Regions from separate parts of the Astyanax mexicanus genome. Here region 1 is linked to region 2. The links are chromatin contacts, called in public Hi-C maps. All regions are on one chromosome and are shown on one strand. The core of a region is the stretch at or near the end of the contact, and the rest is flanking DNA. Distances in the headings are between cores, read along the strand shown. Region 1 holds the start of wdr5 (WD repeat domain 5). Region 2 holds the start of gsna (gelsolin a).

Evidence for each region. Hi-C and Micro-C count contacts between places; a contact is called where the count stands out from the background.
Region 1: a Hi-C map of muscle shows a contact between it and region 2, with 7 times the contacts expected there. The contact joins the promoter of wdr5 here to the promoter of gsna in region 2. A contact is called at or near these places in 2 of 3 Hi-C or Micro-C datasets (both in muscle).

Annotation. Positions count from the first base shown.
Region 1 is chr17:44,521,572-44,529,081 of AstMex3_surface, reverse strand. It overlaps wdr5 (WD repeat domain 5), which reads left to right and starts at 1,326. Exons shown (of 14, transcript XM_007253952.4): 1 at 1,326-1,507; 2 at 3,542-3,676; 3 at 3,800-3,908; 4 at 4,623-4,696; 5 at 4,807-4,896; 6 at 5,822-5,911; 7 at 6,059-6,142; 8 at 6,252-6,307. The coding sequence starts at 3,596. It overlaps brd3a (bromodomain containing 3a), which reads right to left and starts at 458. Exons shown (of 11, transcript XM_007253951.4): 1 at 359-458.
Region 2 is chr17:44,187,950-44,195,744 of AstMex3_surface, reverse strand. gsna (gelsolin a) reads left to right here and starts at 5,013. Exons shown (of 17, transcript XM_022676560.2): 1 at 5,013-5,242.

The sequences.
Region 1 (7,510 bases), core at 77-2,576, 340 kb before region 2:
AAATCTGTCAAAATATGAGTCTAACAAAACCTACACCAATATAAAAGCACAATTAGCCCAAAGAGAAGATTTAAATTGATGCGCGAGCGGGTTCCGCGGTGAATCCAGCCCGCTGTAGGTGAAGCGGGGTCGGGCGCTGGGCTCGTATTGTCTGCAGCAGACGGAGAGCTTTGTTGAAAACAATGCTAGGCTAGTACTCAGCAACTCGCAGATAAACAGCTAACTAAATAAGCTCACATTACAGCGCACACAGCCTCAAACCCATGGCCGAGATATAAAGCACTGACACCCCCGCACAGCCGCGGCTACTATTAGTGTGTAACCTCTTTAGAAATAAAGAAAAGAGTGTATATATTACTGTTGTCGGGGCTCTCGAGGGCCGCTAGCTGGTGCTGCTCCGCGCCGCTGCTCTTATTTGGAGGTAGCAGAAGCAGATGTGGGGACGAGAAGCGCGCTGCGCATGCGCTCTGTCGCATGCTTCACACTGCTCCGATCTGTTGTAGTTCATGTTGGGAAAGTGATATAATAAGAGAACTATATTGTGTATAGATCTCTCAATTATTATTAATAAGGATAAGGTATTAATAACAATATATTATGTTACATAAGCACAAAGGTGTGACAATGTAAAAAGTAAGGATTTTCTGTGAAAGAATAAATCATTTCTAAATAGAGATTATGTTGTGCATGTAATTTTGGGAAGTATGGAATTATATAAGTAGTCATAATAACATATTGCAATATTTCCTTTCATTAAGTATTATCCATTTTTTGGCAGTATACTAAGCACCATTGTTCCATTTTGCCTATTTTATATTTGATCTATTTTGTCTGTTTACTGTGACTTTTGTCTTGCCATTCTGTACCTAAGTTTAGCCCTACAAATGAAAGCCTTTACTAATTTCTACCGCAAAAGTACCTCAGTCCAGTCTGTGATTTCACAATAATAATGTTACTTAATAATTAGTTTGTGTGGCTGGCTTTTGCCATAATATCATATGACGATGTATCACGATTGTTATCATTCGCTGTGGTGTTCTTTAGACAAATTCTAACCATTTGTTCCTTTACTCTGATTTCTGATTTACTTTGCACAAATAACAGAGGCCATGAAATACTAATTCACAGGTTGATGTAGACAAGATGCTTTTCCTGATTGGCTCGTTTTTCTGAATATTTTATTTTACTAGCTACTGCAGACAGTGCAGATTGAGAAACAGCACAGTAGACAACGTTGTGTCAATGTTAATCATTGGGGTCTTCTCTCTGGAATGGTCCCTGCAGGCTTGCCGTTGCTGTAGTTCCCGGTCTCTCCGCCGCGGCGCTGTTCTCTCCATGATGCCACATTTCCCCGCCTGAGCCGCAGCTCCTCCATCAGACCCAGCTCAGTCAATGTAAACACGAAACGCGGTGTTTCTCCTCTGCTGAGGCTTTAAAACCAGCGGGACGAGCTTCTCGGATCCTTTACGGGTTTATTTAAGTCCTCGCCGGGGATCGGAGAGCGCCGGTGAGTGCAGTGCGAGGGTTTGAATGGGGGGAGAGCGGAGCTGCATGTGCAGAGAAAGGAGCTAAACATACCCTGACTGAATTCAGCAGATCTGATCTGAGAACGGACCAAACAGCGAGGGTAACCAGGCCGTGAACAGCGCCGCATAAATCAGATTATATTCATTCTGCGCTACAGATATTTTAATCTGTATTAAATATATTAGTATTGGCTCTCTGTAGCGTTAGCCAGCCCGCTAATGTGTTAGCAGATAGCCTAGCTTACTAGCTTAGCTTAGCCTCCAGCTTTCTTTCCTATAGCGCAGACTCGATCCTTAGCTGGGCCTCCTGCAGCTAACGAGCTAGCGTTAGCTTATAGCTAACTAACCTGTTACTAATATTTATTAATTTATTTTTTATATATATATATATATAAATGTGTGCCTTATAACTAACAAATGTATGGAGCTACATGTATACCTAATCATTTATATAATTTATTCTTAATGATGAATGACTGATATTTTGATTACTTGGCTGACTAGGTACATAAACATTGCCTCTCAGGATGTGTGTGAATTAACCTTTAACTACTGAAAATAATAGATTTTTATGAAGTTTTAGTTTCTGTCCGAAAAAAACTTTGTTATTATAATTATAATTATAATTATTCTATTCTACTGCAGTATTTTATTCTACATTATTATTAATATTATTATTATTACTCTATTCTACATTATTATTATTACTCTATTCTACTACATAACAATATATTCTACTGCATATATATAATTATTAACGGTACTCTATTCTACTACATTATTATTACTATATTCTACTACATTATTATTAATACTGTATTCTACTACAATATTACTTTTATTATTATTATTATTATTAGTAGTAGTATTATTATTATTAGTATTATAATTTTTAACCTCTGCATTATTATAATTACTCTGTTCTATTACATATTTATTACTCTATTCCACATTACTATTACTTTCTACTAAACTTATTATTATTATTATTATTATTATTATTATTATTATTATTATTATTATTATTATTATTATTACTCTATTCTGCTGCATCTGTATTACTATTTTCTACTACATTATTATTATTACTCTATTCTATTACATATTTATTACGTTATTCTACACTATTATTATTATTATTATTATTATTATTATTATTATTATTATTATTATTATTACTCTACTCTACTCTACTTTACTCTCTTGTCCCCCAGGGAATATTTTTTGGGCCACCCAAAATTGCATCCTGCTATTTTGACAATACAATCACGTTTGCCTTTTCACAGACATGATGCAGTATAAAACAGTACAATACAATGAACATAAAAAATCATTAAACAAGTAAAAATAAATCATCTGTTAGCGTTAAGAAATGTGATAGAAGCAGATACAAAAATGGAGGAGCTGATACTCTGGAGAAAAAAAAACATGGTCAGGATCAAAAGTAATTCGCTTTGCTAACTTAAGAACAGACTCCTCAAAAATTGCTTTATGGGTTGACCACTCTAATGTACTCTCAGTGTAGACACCCAGATACTTATAAAAAGATACCTGAGGTATAGTGCTGTCATGTATAACCACTGGATACATTTAGATTAAGGCAATTTAGATTTACATTATTCTACTACATTATTCTACTACATTATTATTATTATTATTATTATTATTATTATTATTATTATTATTATTATACTCTATTATACTCTATTCTACCTCCTCATTGTTAATGCTCTTGGTGATGTTCGCAATGATCTAAGACAATCAGGTTATTGTAATAATGCTTATTTTTGGATATTGTGAGCTGCATTTTTATTCCATTAGTCCATAAGAACCGAACTGTAGTAGTTGAATCTCTGTTATACTTTAAAAAATACAAAAAGTTGTGTTTTATTGTGATTGTTACATAGATAAACCATCAACCAACCAGTGAACACAGTTCTCTTCTTTCTTTATTCCTAGCTCCTGTATGTGAACATTATTTAAATGTTTCTGTTGGATTGTTTTTTGTATTGTAGTCTGGCGGAGGTGGAGCCTGCATTCTCTAATCTGTTTCCTGAGACATTGTCATTATGGCAACGGAGGAGAAGAAACCAGAAACTGAAGCTACTAAAACACAGACGTCCTCAGCTGCATCTGCCAGCCAGAGCAAGGTGAGGAGCCAGAGTTTTGTTATGTGTTTATTTTGGGTAAAACCCTTCCGTCACCCTCCAAAATCTCATGGTTGGCTGTACATTACTGTTCTCTTATATCTGTTTTAATCTTTTCTCTTTTAGTCGGCACCAGTGAAGCCAAACTACACCTTGAAATTCACATTAGCTGGCCACACAAAAGCCGTCTCATCTGTCAAGTTCAGTCCAAGTGGAGAATGGCTGGCTAGCTCATGTGAGTAGTTTTGGACAGCATCCCAGTACAACATTATGAAAATAATCAATAAAAAAAGGAAAACTAAGCTATTTTTTTAAATTTATTTATAGAATATGCATCTGTTTGGGATTCCAACTAATTTTTTTATGAATGTACATATAAATATATATATATATATATATATATATATATATATATATATATATATATATATATATATATATATATATATATATATATATATAATTTACCATTTCTACTGTTTTTTTAAAGTAATGACAAAAAAAACTCAAGATAAAGTCTTGCTACACAATAGTTTATGCAATATTTAGAAACTTCCTAACTTTACATGCACTCCATTGCAACGCTTGTCCAGAGCATGTTTTCCTAACATTCCTAATATCCCACTCCTAAGGGTCAAAAATGTCCTGAAGACAATCTTTATACTCTGATGGTGTACAGCTTTCATAGAAGTTTGGACAAAGCTGATGTTTTACTGTGTCTGATTCTGGTCTTACTCAATAAAGTCAATTTATTAGTCAAGTCATTAATTCCAAGCTGAAAAAATAGATAATATATGGTGTTCTCTCTGCTATTAAATATGGTGGTGGATTATCTTTGACTAAAGACGATGCGATAAGATCGATAGGGTTAAGCATGAAAGCTGTTATTGATTATTTAATGTTTCCAGGGATGTTTCTTATATTCATCTTACCTGAATTTGTTTTCCAGCTGCTGACAAACTAATCAAAATATGGGGTGCATATGACGGGAAGTTTGAGAAGACAATATCTGGGCATAAACTTGTAAGTTCAGTGAAAAGAAGCTTCTTTAATGACACCATAAACCTATTATCATGGTTTGCCATTGTACCAGTTACTCTGGGCTTATCTAGTCTTATCATTGTCTCCTGCAGGGCATCTCTGATGTAGCCTGGTCCTCTGACTCCAACCTTCTCGTCTCTGCATCTGATGACAAGACCTTAAAGATCTGGGATGTGAGCTCTGTAAGTAACTGCAGATGCCAGATGTTATTTTTTGGACATTTTTTGTATATGTTAACAGATTTTATGTTACTTTTATTTTTTGTTATTCGTTTATTGATCAGTATTTATTTATTTTATTTAATATTTCCCTTTGTACTGCGCTCTTATATTGCCTCTGTAACTCAATGTCTGGGTCACAGAAAAATTTAAAGGTCATAGGAGAGTTTTTTTTAAATATTTTAAACTACTCTAATATTTAACACGACCACAAAAAAAATTAATTGCAATACATTCAAAATGAACATGTTCTATGTTGTGGCACCCTTAGATACTCAGCTAGTTTAAGCTTTTGAAGGGTCGCTTTTAGACAGGCTTTAAGCTGGATATCGAAACCCGGTCATTCAGCTTGCCATCAGCTGCCAGAGCCCCGAGAGAGCTCAATTGTCCTTGCTCTCTCTGGGTGGGTACAGTAGATGGTGCTCTTTCCCCTCATCACTTTTAGGGTGATGTGGATCAGCACAAGGCTGTGTCTGTGAGCTGATGTATCAGAACCGAGTCGTTGCGCTTTTCTTCGAGCGTAAGCGCTGTGAAGCTACTCAGCAATGCTGCATCAGCAACAGTTCAAAAAGAGGCGGAGTCTGACTTCACATGTATCGGAGGAGGCATGTGCTAGTCTTTATCATCCTTGTGTTGAGGCATCACTAGTGATAAGAGATATACAACTGAGTAGCAGCTGAGTCAGCAAGACAATTGGCCAGATAAACTGGGGAAAAAATGGGAAGAAAAAAATTATCTACAGTTTAGTCGACTACTAAGTTTCTAGCAGTCGTATAAACATGTTTTTTTGTTTATATAACGTGTTTATTAAAAGCAAGAATGGTTACAAAGGGTTCTGAGTATTATAATTCTGGATGGTTTATTAACTGCGACGACTTTCTTTTTTCAGGGAAAGTGTTTAAAAACCTTGAAGGGTCACAGCAACTATGTATTCTGCTGCAACTTCAACCCCCAGTCCAATCTCATTGTATCTGGATCAGTACGTATATTAATTAATTACAGCATTTCTTCATCAGCCTTTTTTTCTTTCAGTGCTTAACATAAGGAGTCATATTACTGCAGCATTTTAGTGCTGTAAAGTGCTGTGCAGATGTACATGACTGTTTTTTTTTTTTTTACTCGTAAGTTTGACGAGAGTGTTCGGATATGGGATGTTAAGACGGGGAAGTGTCTGAAGACTTTGCCAGCGCACTCAGATCCAGTCTCTGCAGTGAGTATCCTCTTTTTCTGATCACGCACCTCTTTGTTCATGAGAACAGGTCAGGACAGGAATAGTCAGTGCTGCAGATGAAAGAGCTGACGGATGAATTTCATTTCAGGTCCATTTTAACAGAGATGGATCTTTGATTGTGTCCAGCAGCTACGACGGACTCTGGTGAGTAAACTTGGCAGCAGGCCCTCAGCTTTTGTTGTTTAATTGGGGTCACCAATTGTGAATTTTATGGTATGATGCAGCCAAATCAGATCTAAGCCGAATACTGTGAGCATCAGAACACTGCAGAGCTAGAAAGAGACAGCAAAAGAGACGGCGCTATAGAGCTCTACAGTGCAGTTCTGTATGGGAGATCTATATATTGGAGTTTGGTAGCATTTAAAATGTGGTTGATATCAAAAAGTAAAGTTAATTTTATCCTGAAAGATGATGGAGGACATTACAGAAGCCTCACACGATGATGCATTATAAAACGTAATTGGAAAAGTTAATGAGGCGTCCAGACCCTCTCTCGATTGGTCAGTCGAGGTGAAAAATATTCAGCGTTCATTATCTGCGCTAAAGTAAATGATTATCTTTCCGTCATTAGTAACAATCTTATTGTCGTCTCTCCGAAATCTCCAACTTTAGAGTAAACTTTTTCCAAGTTCTAAAACAATGAAAATGCAACAAAAATAGATATAGTTTTTAGAATGTTTTTGTGTGACAGTGGTGGAACATACTGCTCTAGATTTTGACACAAGCATCATTTTTGGTTGATGGGTGCTACCTAGGTATTAAATGGTGAGTTATGCCAACCATACACCTAATGATTATCAGGTGATTTCACTGTCGCAGAAAAATGTCCAGAGTCGGGATAAAATTACGAAAGTCTTATTGTGTAGTTATTTTTGATACAAACAAGTTTAATAAATACACATTTCACAAGAATTATGTTCTTTATTGCATCAATTCTATCCAAAACAAAGGCAAATATATAGCAGTGAAACTGTAATTCTGTGCTATACAAGGTTTTAGCAAAATAAGGGGTAAAAAGAAGCTTATAAGACGAGTTGGAACACAAAATGTATTCGATTAAAAAAAATATATCAAGAATTAACAGTGTAGCAGAAAAATACACTGTTGATTGGGACAAATGTTGTGAATCTCTGATTAATCACAGTATTGATATACACATTATTTGCAATTTAATATGTAATATGTATTGTATGTAAACTCCACCAGAAGCATGATTGGAAATAATCTCAGCAAGAATCTAGCTGCAGTCTTGTGAATAGTGATCCTGCAGGATCCACAGTTTTTGCAAAATCTTAGTCTGTGACTTACCTGTAGATGTGAGGGGGTGTCAGATAAAAGTCTTTTAGT
Region 2 (7,795 bases), core at 3,764-6,263:
GGAGTTAGATCACCTTCATTACACGCAGCTTTTCTTCCCCAGACAGCTGTTCCAAACCAGTCTACATTACAGCTAATCCGAGCTGGGGTTATGACTGAGGCAAAGATCAAAAGTTCAAGGAGGCCCGGTTCACCCAGGCGCATGTGACGGTGAACGGCTCCACCTGGAGGACAAAATCAACAATCCCAAACAACAGAGTGACTGTAATACACTGCTGAGCTCTTCATCTCAGGACAGTGAGTGGATCCAAATACTGGTGCTGGACACTGTAAAAGAGACTATGATTGATCATCAATATTGGTAGTTTATTTCTTCTTGGTCTTCATGTTTTCATGCTTTCCGGATACACTGAAACTCATACCTTGAGTGATTGATCATGACCTCAATAACTCGTTTTACGTTTGTAAAAAAAAAAGAAAAAAAAGAAAAAACATAGGGATATTGTATTGACAAGAAGATACCTGGCTGTGAATGAATACAATGTTAAATACAATTTATTTCATGTTTTCCCCCTGCTTCCCTCTACAACTTTTTGGGAGATGCAGAAGATTTCATGTTCCAGCAGGACTCTGAGGACTTCTGAGATACTGACTTTTGGGTTCTCATTGGCTGTAAGCCATAATCATTAACAATAAAATAAATCAATGCTTAAAATAGATCACTTTGTGTGTAATACTGTACATCTATATAATACATGACTCACATTCTCTCTGAATTACTAAAATAAAGTAACTTTTCAATGATTTCAATAATTTTCGGAGACACTGATTTTTAGGTTTTCATCTGCTGTAAGCTTTAATCATCAACAATAAAAGTAATAAATGCTTAAAATACATCACTCTGTATATCTAATATATGTCTGATAATATATTATAATATATGAGTTTCACATTTTAAACTGAATTACTAAATTAAAGTAACTTTTCAATGATAGTCTACTTTTTTGAGATTCACTTTGTGTTCACTTTGTATAATACACTATATAATATCTGTGTTTCACATCTTGAACTAAATTACTGATATAAAGTAACTTTTCAATGATTTCAATAATTTTCGGAGACACTGATTTTTAGGTTTTCATTGGCTGTAAGCCTTAGTCATCAACAATAAAAAAAAAAATGCCTAAAATAGATCACTATGTATTTCTAATATGTGTCTAATAATATATTATAATATATGAGTTTCAAATTTTAAACTGAATTAATTTTGAGATGTACCTGTACCATACACAACTTACATTAAAGGCATAGTCTACCCAAACATGTATTGGATCACTGCATGACTATTTGAGTTCAGTGTAGAAGTACTCATATATGAGCAACTAATTCCCACTAGAGAACAAAGCTTTTGTCAATAAACAACAAAATCCACACAGAATGCACGTCAATCGTGAGTTAACACAGATAGCGCTTATCCACCAAAAAACTCAGGCTCTGTTTAGGCTTATAAGAACTGTGGTGCTTTTCAGCAAACCAGCCCACGTTTCCAGTTTTAGGGGAGCCATTAAAACGTATCATCATACATCATCAACAGAGGGTGTTGCACAACAGCGGTTGTCACAGTTAGCACTGAAGAACCTAGTATTCTTCGGTTCCACATCCATGGAGAAGCACTATCAGAGACTTTACAAACATCAAGCCACAATGAGCTGCTTAAAAAAGGTTCTCATCAGTCCTCTAAAGGAGCTGCAGCTGTGTCTAATTAATGGGCCTCAGGTGAGAGACAGAGCTTAGCCATAGTACATGATTAGGGCATGTGCAGTCCACACTAAAACCAGCAGAGGAAGGTATTACCGTTTCCTTCCTTTAAAAAAAAATATAAAAAAAAAATTATATATATATATATATATATATTTCATTACACATTTTAAAAAGAATTTAATTTTAAATTAAAAGCAGTATATATATAGTATAAAAGACAATATATTGTAATTAATATCATCAGGATGCTTTTGCAACCCTTGCTGCAAAGCCAAATATATATGTTCTGACAAAAAAAAACAAGGTGTCTGTAGGTTTATCTAGAAGTTTTTCTGCTTAAAAACAGCTTACCTGAGAAACCATAGTGCTGCTAATGGCACTGATAAAAGAACCACTGCCAACATGGAGATATATCACAACAGCAAATTCAGTTTATTAAAGTCCTCATCCTATAATTCACTTTGAAAAAAGCCTGCACCACAATGCACCTTTTAAAAGTACTTTTCAATCACTTGATTATTTGTTCAGTTTTTAAATATCTGATCACTCAATATGTGGTTCTCTTTGGCTGGAATGAGAATCAGACAAAATCGATAAGACTTTTCAGTGTATATAGTTTAGTAGTGATGGCCATGATAAATATTTTCAAAGCATAAACACAGATGAAACTTTTGAATCATAAAATGAGTCACACTGCCCTCTAGTCTTCAGTTTAATTTACTACAGTGACTGTAGTATTCTAATCATCATGCTTTTTTACTGTTTATTCATACAAATAATAATAAAAAAATATATATATAACAAGAAGAATGTTAAGTGTGATGCTGAAAATGTTTTATTTAAAAAAAGTTTTTTTTCTGCTGTGTTGGGGTCCTGTTTTATATAAAATACATGAAATATGACAAATGAAAACAACAAAATATATTTTTGGGTTCTGCAGTTTTACCTTGTGGAATACATGGAGCTCAAAAGCTGACAAAAGTAACTGAGACTGTATTTTGTATATTTAAATTAAACCTCACTTTTAATATACTTGCCATATTTAATAATGTAATTTATGAACTTTATATTTAAGAATATTTCTAGATTAGGACACTTCAGATCCATACATTTTGACATTTTTTGTGACAATTTGTGGATCAGTTTTTTTTTTTTTTTAAATCAGAACATATATGTATCTGGATTGTTTTAATATTAAATCTAAAAATGTATTAATCATATTTTTGTTTTGATAAACCTGATTTTTAAAATCTAAAAATCTATGAAGATGATTTTTTATTTTAAACTTTATAAATCTGACTAAAAAAACATATTAAATCAAGAAATGTATGGATCTGTATTTTTTTTTTATTCCTAAACGTTCTAATCTGATTTTTTTTTCTGTGAAAATTTGTAAATTTGTTTTCTTTTTTATCTAAATCTTATGGATCATTTTTTTTTTTTTAATCTGAAATTTATGATACTGATTTACGGATTTAAATTGTTTTAAACTTAGAAATGTATAGATCTAATTTTGCTTTTATCTTACAATGTATTAAACGTTTTTTTTTTCATCTAGAAAGATATGGATCATTTTTTTTAAGTTTATGTATTAAACTACTGAATATTTCGAGTTTATTAAAAGTAAGACACATTTAATATAAATATAAAAAATGCAGATATTTTGTTAGCTTTTAAGCATCGCTAGATTTTGGCCTGGTGTTTATTTTTAATAGTTTATGTTTCTGCTAAACTTTACATTCTTAATAGTCATAATTCGTCCTATCAATAAACCTCTGTTGGAAAGCCTGTACATTTTTTTTAATGGAGACACATTTGTAAGGAAAATGCATTTGTGGAATGAATATTTGCCCAGACTCAGGACTGTAGCAGGGCTCGTGATCACAGGTGCTGCCAATCAGGTGCCAATCAGGACCTGGGGGAACCAGAAGCTTAAAACAAGTGTTAATAGCAGCAGCAAAATACTCAAATAAGCTGTTTGGCAGAGAAGATTTGGCTTTTTTCAACATGCTCAGCTCTAATGCTTCTCATACGAATATACGTTCATTACATATGTGGTTCTATTTAAAAGAGAAATTAACAGGCTTTCAAACGATATAAACATTATTACACAAATTTATTTAGTTTTTATTCTATGATTCATAAATAAACCTCACTTTATCAAAATGAACAGTAGATGGCGCCAAATCCACCCCTTGAGCTTTTTAAAAACCAGTCAAATGTTTGGACACGCCTCTTTTTAATCAGTATGTTTTATTTTTTTATCCAAAGATTTATGGCTCAGAATTTTTTGAGGTTTGAGAAATAATCTGATTTTTTTTTTTACTTTATGGATCTGAATTGTTTTCGATCAGAAAATGAATGGATCTGATTTTTTCATCTGAAAATGTATCAAACGTAATGTTTCTAGAAATGTATAGAGCTGATTTAGTTAATCATTTTTTTTTTCTTTTTTTTACATTCTAAATTTAATACTAAAGATAAACAAAAAGTGTTAAATAAACCAGAATATGTTTCATACTTTATAAAATTCTCAGTGTCTTCATGAGGGAGAGTCACCTGGAATAGTTTTCTCAGCGTCTTGAAGGAAGGAGTTCCTGGAGGTGCTGAACAATAGTTGCTGCTTTCCCTTCACGCTGTGAAGCTCCAGCTCATCCCTATGGAAGCTCATTCCCACTATTAAAAAAAATAATAATAAAATAAAATCTCTCTCTCTCTCTCTCTCTCTCTCTCTCTTTTTCTCTCACTATATATATACGTATGTATATATATATATATATATATATATATATATATATATATATATATATACATACGTATATATACATAAAAGAATAATGGCTATTTATATTTTATATCTCAAAATAATGGTTTACTACCTCTAAATAATGAATTAGTACTTCAAAATAATAAGATTTTTTTTTTAGGTGGCGGAAATGGGCTTCCCATACAGCCCAATCACCATCTTAATTGATCAGGTTTAGATCAGGGGATTGTGAAGGACAACCCCCCTTTTTAATTTTTTTATTTTTTATTTTGGTCTATATTCTACAATCTACAATGTAAAAGACACATTTATTAAAACAATAAAGAAAAATATTGAATGAGAAGAGGTGTGTCCAAACTTTGGTCTCGTACTGTTTATTTAACTGATTTAGGTTAAATAAACTAGACTATATATAGTTTTATTTGTAAACACACCCTGCTGCTTTTAACATTACTGTAAGTGAAGGCAGCGGTGAGGCACTGTGCGCATGCGCGGTAGAGCGCAGAGATTGGCCTCGCCCCTGCTGTGCGCGTGTGTGTATGGAGAGAGAGGGGGAGTGGTAGACAGGACAGGGCAGGCCCGGATTCTCCCTGTTTTTAACCACCGCTCTCTCTCTCTCACTGACTCACAGGGGTGTTGCCTTGCCCGGACTCAGGACTCCAGCCTCCAGCCTGCAGCCTGCAGTTTAAACCCCCTGATCCTCCTTCCAGCGTGGCTCAACCTCCTCCAGCAGCAGCAGCAGCAGGCCCTGTCTAAACCAGCCAGCCAGCAGGAGGTAAGAGAGCTTATCTGCCCACAGACTCTCCTCTCAGACTGTATTTCACTACTAACACTTTATCATTTATCTGTATCAAGTGTGAAAGCTGAGTAATCATCCAGCACTATCCTGCAGTTTATAATAATGATGATAATAATAGCCAGATCTGTATTTAGGTGAGTGTGCTATAATCACACTGCATGACAACTTAATTGGTGTTGCTTCTTGTTTCTTTTTATAGATATAAGTCTGATTACTTGTATGTATGAGTATGTGCCAAACAAAGACTTTGCATAAGACTTGTTTTGCATATCAGGCTTTGAAATCCAGCCTTGTTTGTATTTGCAGCAGCTTTTCTTTTCCAGTAAAACTCGTTTCCACTGTCCTTTTGCTCAACAAAGCCATATATGGTGTGATTAATGTGAATAGCAATGTCTCAGTAAAAACACAGGCATGCATTCATTCACTCACTCACTCAAGATCTTAAAGCTGTACAAATCAGTATAGACTATTAATAGGTCAGTTAAATATGTGATATAGATGTTTTTAAACACAGAGTGATCTGTTTTAAGCGTTTATGTCTTTTATGGTTGATGATTATGATTACAGCAAATGAAAACCCCAAAAAATCTGTGTCTCAAAATTCAGAAAATTAGAACATTTTATGTAAGACCAATTGATACTTTTGGCAGTGTGGGCGTTGTGCCAAGTCCTGCTGGAAAATGAAATCCGCATCTCCATAAAAGTTGTCAGCAGAGGGAAGCATGAAGTGCGGTAAGATTTTGGACTTGATAATGAAACACAGTGGATCAACACCAGCAGATGACATGTCTCTCCAAACAAACCATCACTGATCATCAGTAAATTTTACATTTCATTTGTAAATCAAAGGAGCAGAGTCTGGAGGAAGAGTGGAGAGACACACAGTCCAAACTGCTCGAGGTCTAGTGTGAAGTTTCCACCAATCAGTGATGGTTTGGAGAGCCATTTCATTTTTAAGACGCACTACTATACAGTATGTAGAGTATCAAAATTTTATTAAATAGTTCAAATCTGTGAAGAAACACACATTTTTTAACAAACACAAAAGTTTTAAAAGTGTTAAACTCATATTTAATGTTTTTCACTGTATAACAACTCTAACTCTTCATAACTTTACAACTGATGCTCTCAAACACGTTAAGAGACAAGAAATTCAAGTAATTAACTCTTGATGAGTTCAGCACAGCTGTTAACTGAAAGCCTGAATTCCAGGTGACTCTACCTCATAAAGCTGACTGAGAAGAAGAACAAGATGTGCAAAACTGTCATCTAAGCAAAATAATGCTAATTTAAAGTATCTAAAATATAAAACATATTCTGGTTTGTTTTGTTTTTCATAAGCTTGTAGTTATAGATATCTGTAGTTCAAATGGATACAGAAAATATATTGTAGCGACTGAAATGTGGGCCCTATATTGGCCTAGATTTAACACATTTAATCAGTCAGTTGCAATAAAACTACAATGCTGTTCCTTTTTTTTTTTTTGCAAATTTGTCGCACTAAATGGTTTTACATCCTCATGCTAAAAATGATATCAGATAAAGGAAACATGAGAAAACTTAAATACATCAATTATTATTGAATTCAATTGAATTTATTAAAGGAAAAACCTTATGTAAGACCTACAGTGTATCACCTACCAAAAGTACCTCCTCGCCCCTCCCAGACTTAATAACTGCTTATGCCAAACTTCCTATAAGTGAAGACCAGTGTTCACCTCAGCTACTTTTACATGCCAGAGACTCACATTTGCATATTAACTGGTGATATTCTGCTTTGTTTGCATTTGCAGAAGAGTCTCAGTGCTGGCCCACTTTGGCTCAGCACAGCCATATATGGTGTGGTAATGTGAAGGGCAGCTGTCTTTAGTCAGAACACATTCAACTGTGTATTTACTCATGACTGTATGATGTATAAATATATATAAAATCTATTATATATAAATGTTAGCAATTATACAGAATAGCCAATATTAAAAATGCTAACAGGCCTACAATAGGAGTGATGTGTGTACATGCATGCCAGGCACACCTAAAAAAAAAAAAGGTGATGGCGTGGTAAGAAAATACTGAGTAAACCATATTCAGCGTGGTCATTATTATGATTTGTAGCATTAAAATAGACATATAGATACAGTATGTGTTCATTATTGTAGTCCTGTCAGGACATGTGGACATGATACTTACATTATTATTTCAGATATACAATATAATGAAAAGAAAGCAAACACAATATATGAGTAAAAATGTTGAATGAATACTACAGCCTCCAGCATGTAGTTCTGGTAAAGTACAGTAGCCAATAATATTCCATTACTTACCTCATCCCTCAACAGGGGTATCCAGTTACGAGGGTTGCAGTGGTGTATTGTTGTTGAGTATGACGTAGCAGGAAGATGGATTCTTATCATACTGTGTGTGCTTGTGTTTGTGTATACATAGGGTGAGATACACTGTGTGAGATGATGCAATACTTATCAGGACACAGGGCTATTGTGTTCCATACCTGGCAACCTGGGGTGTGGAAAT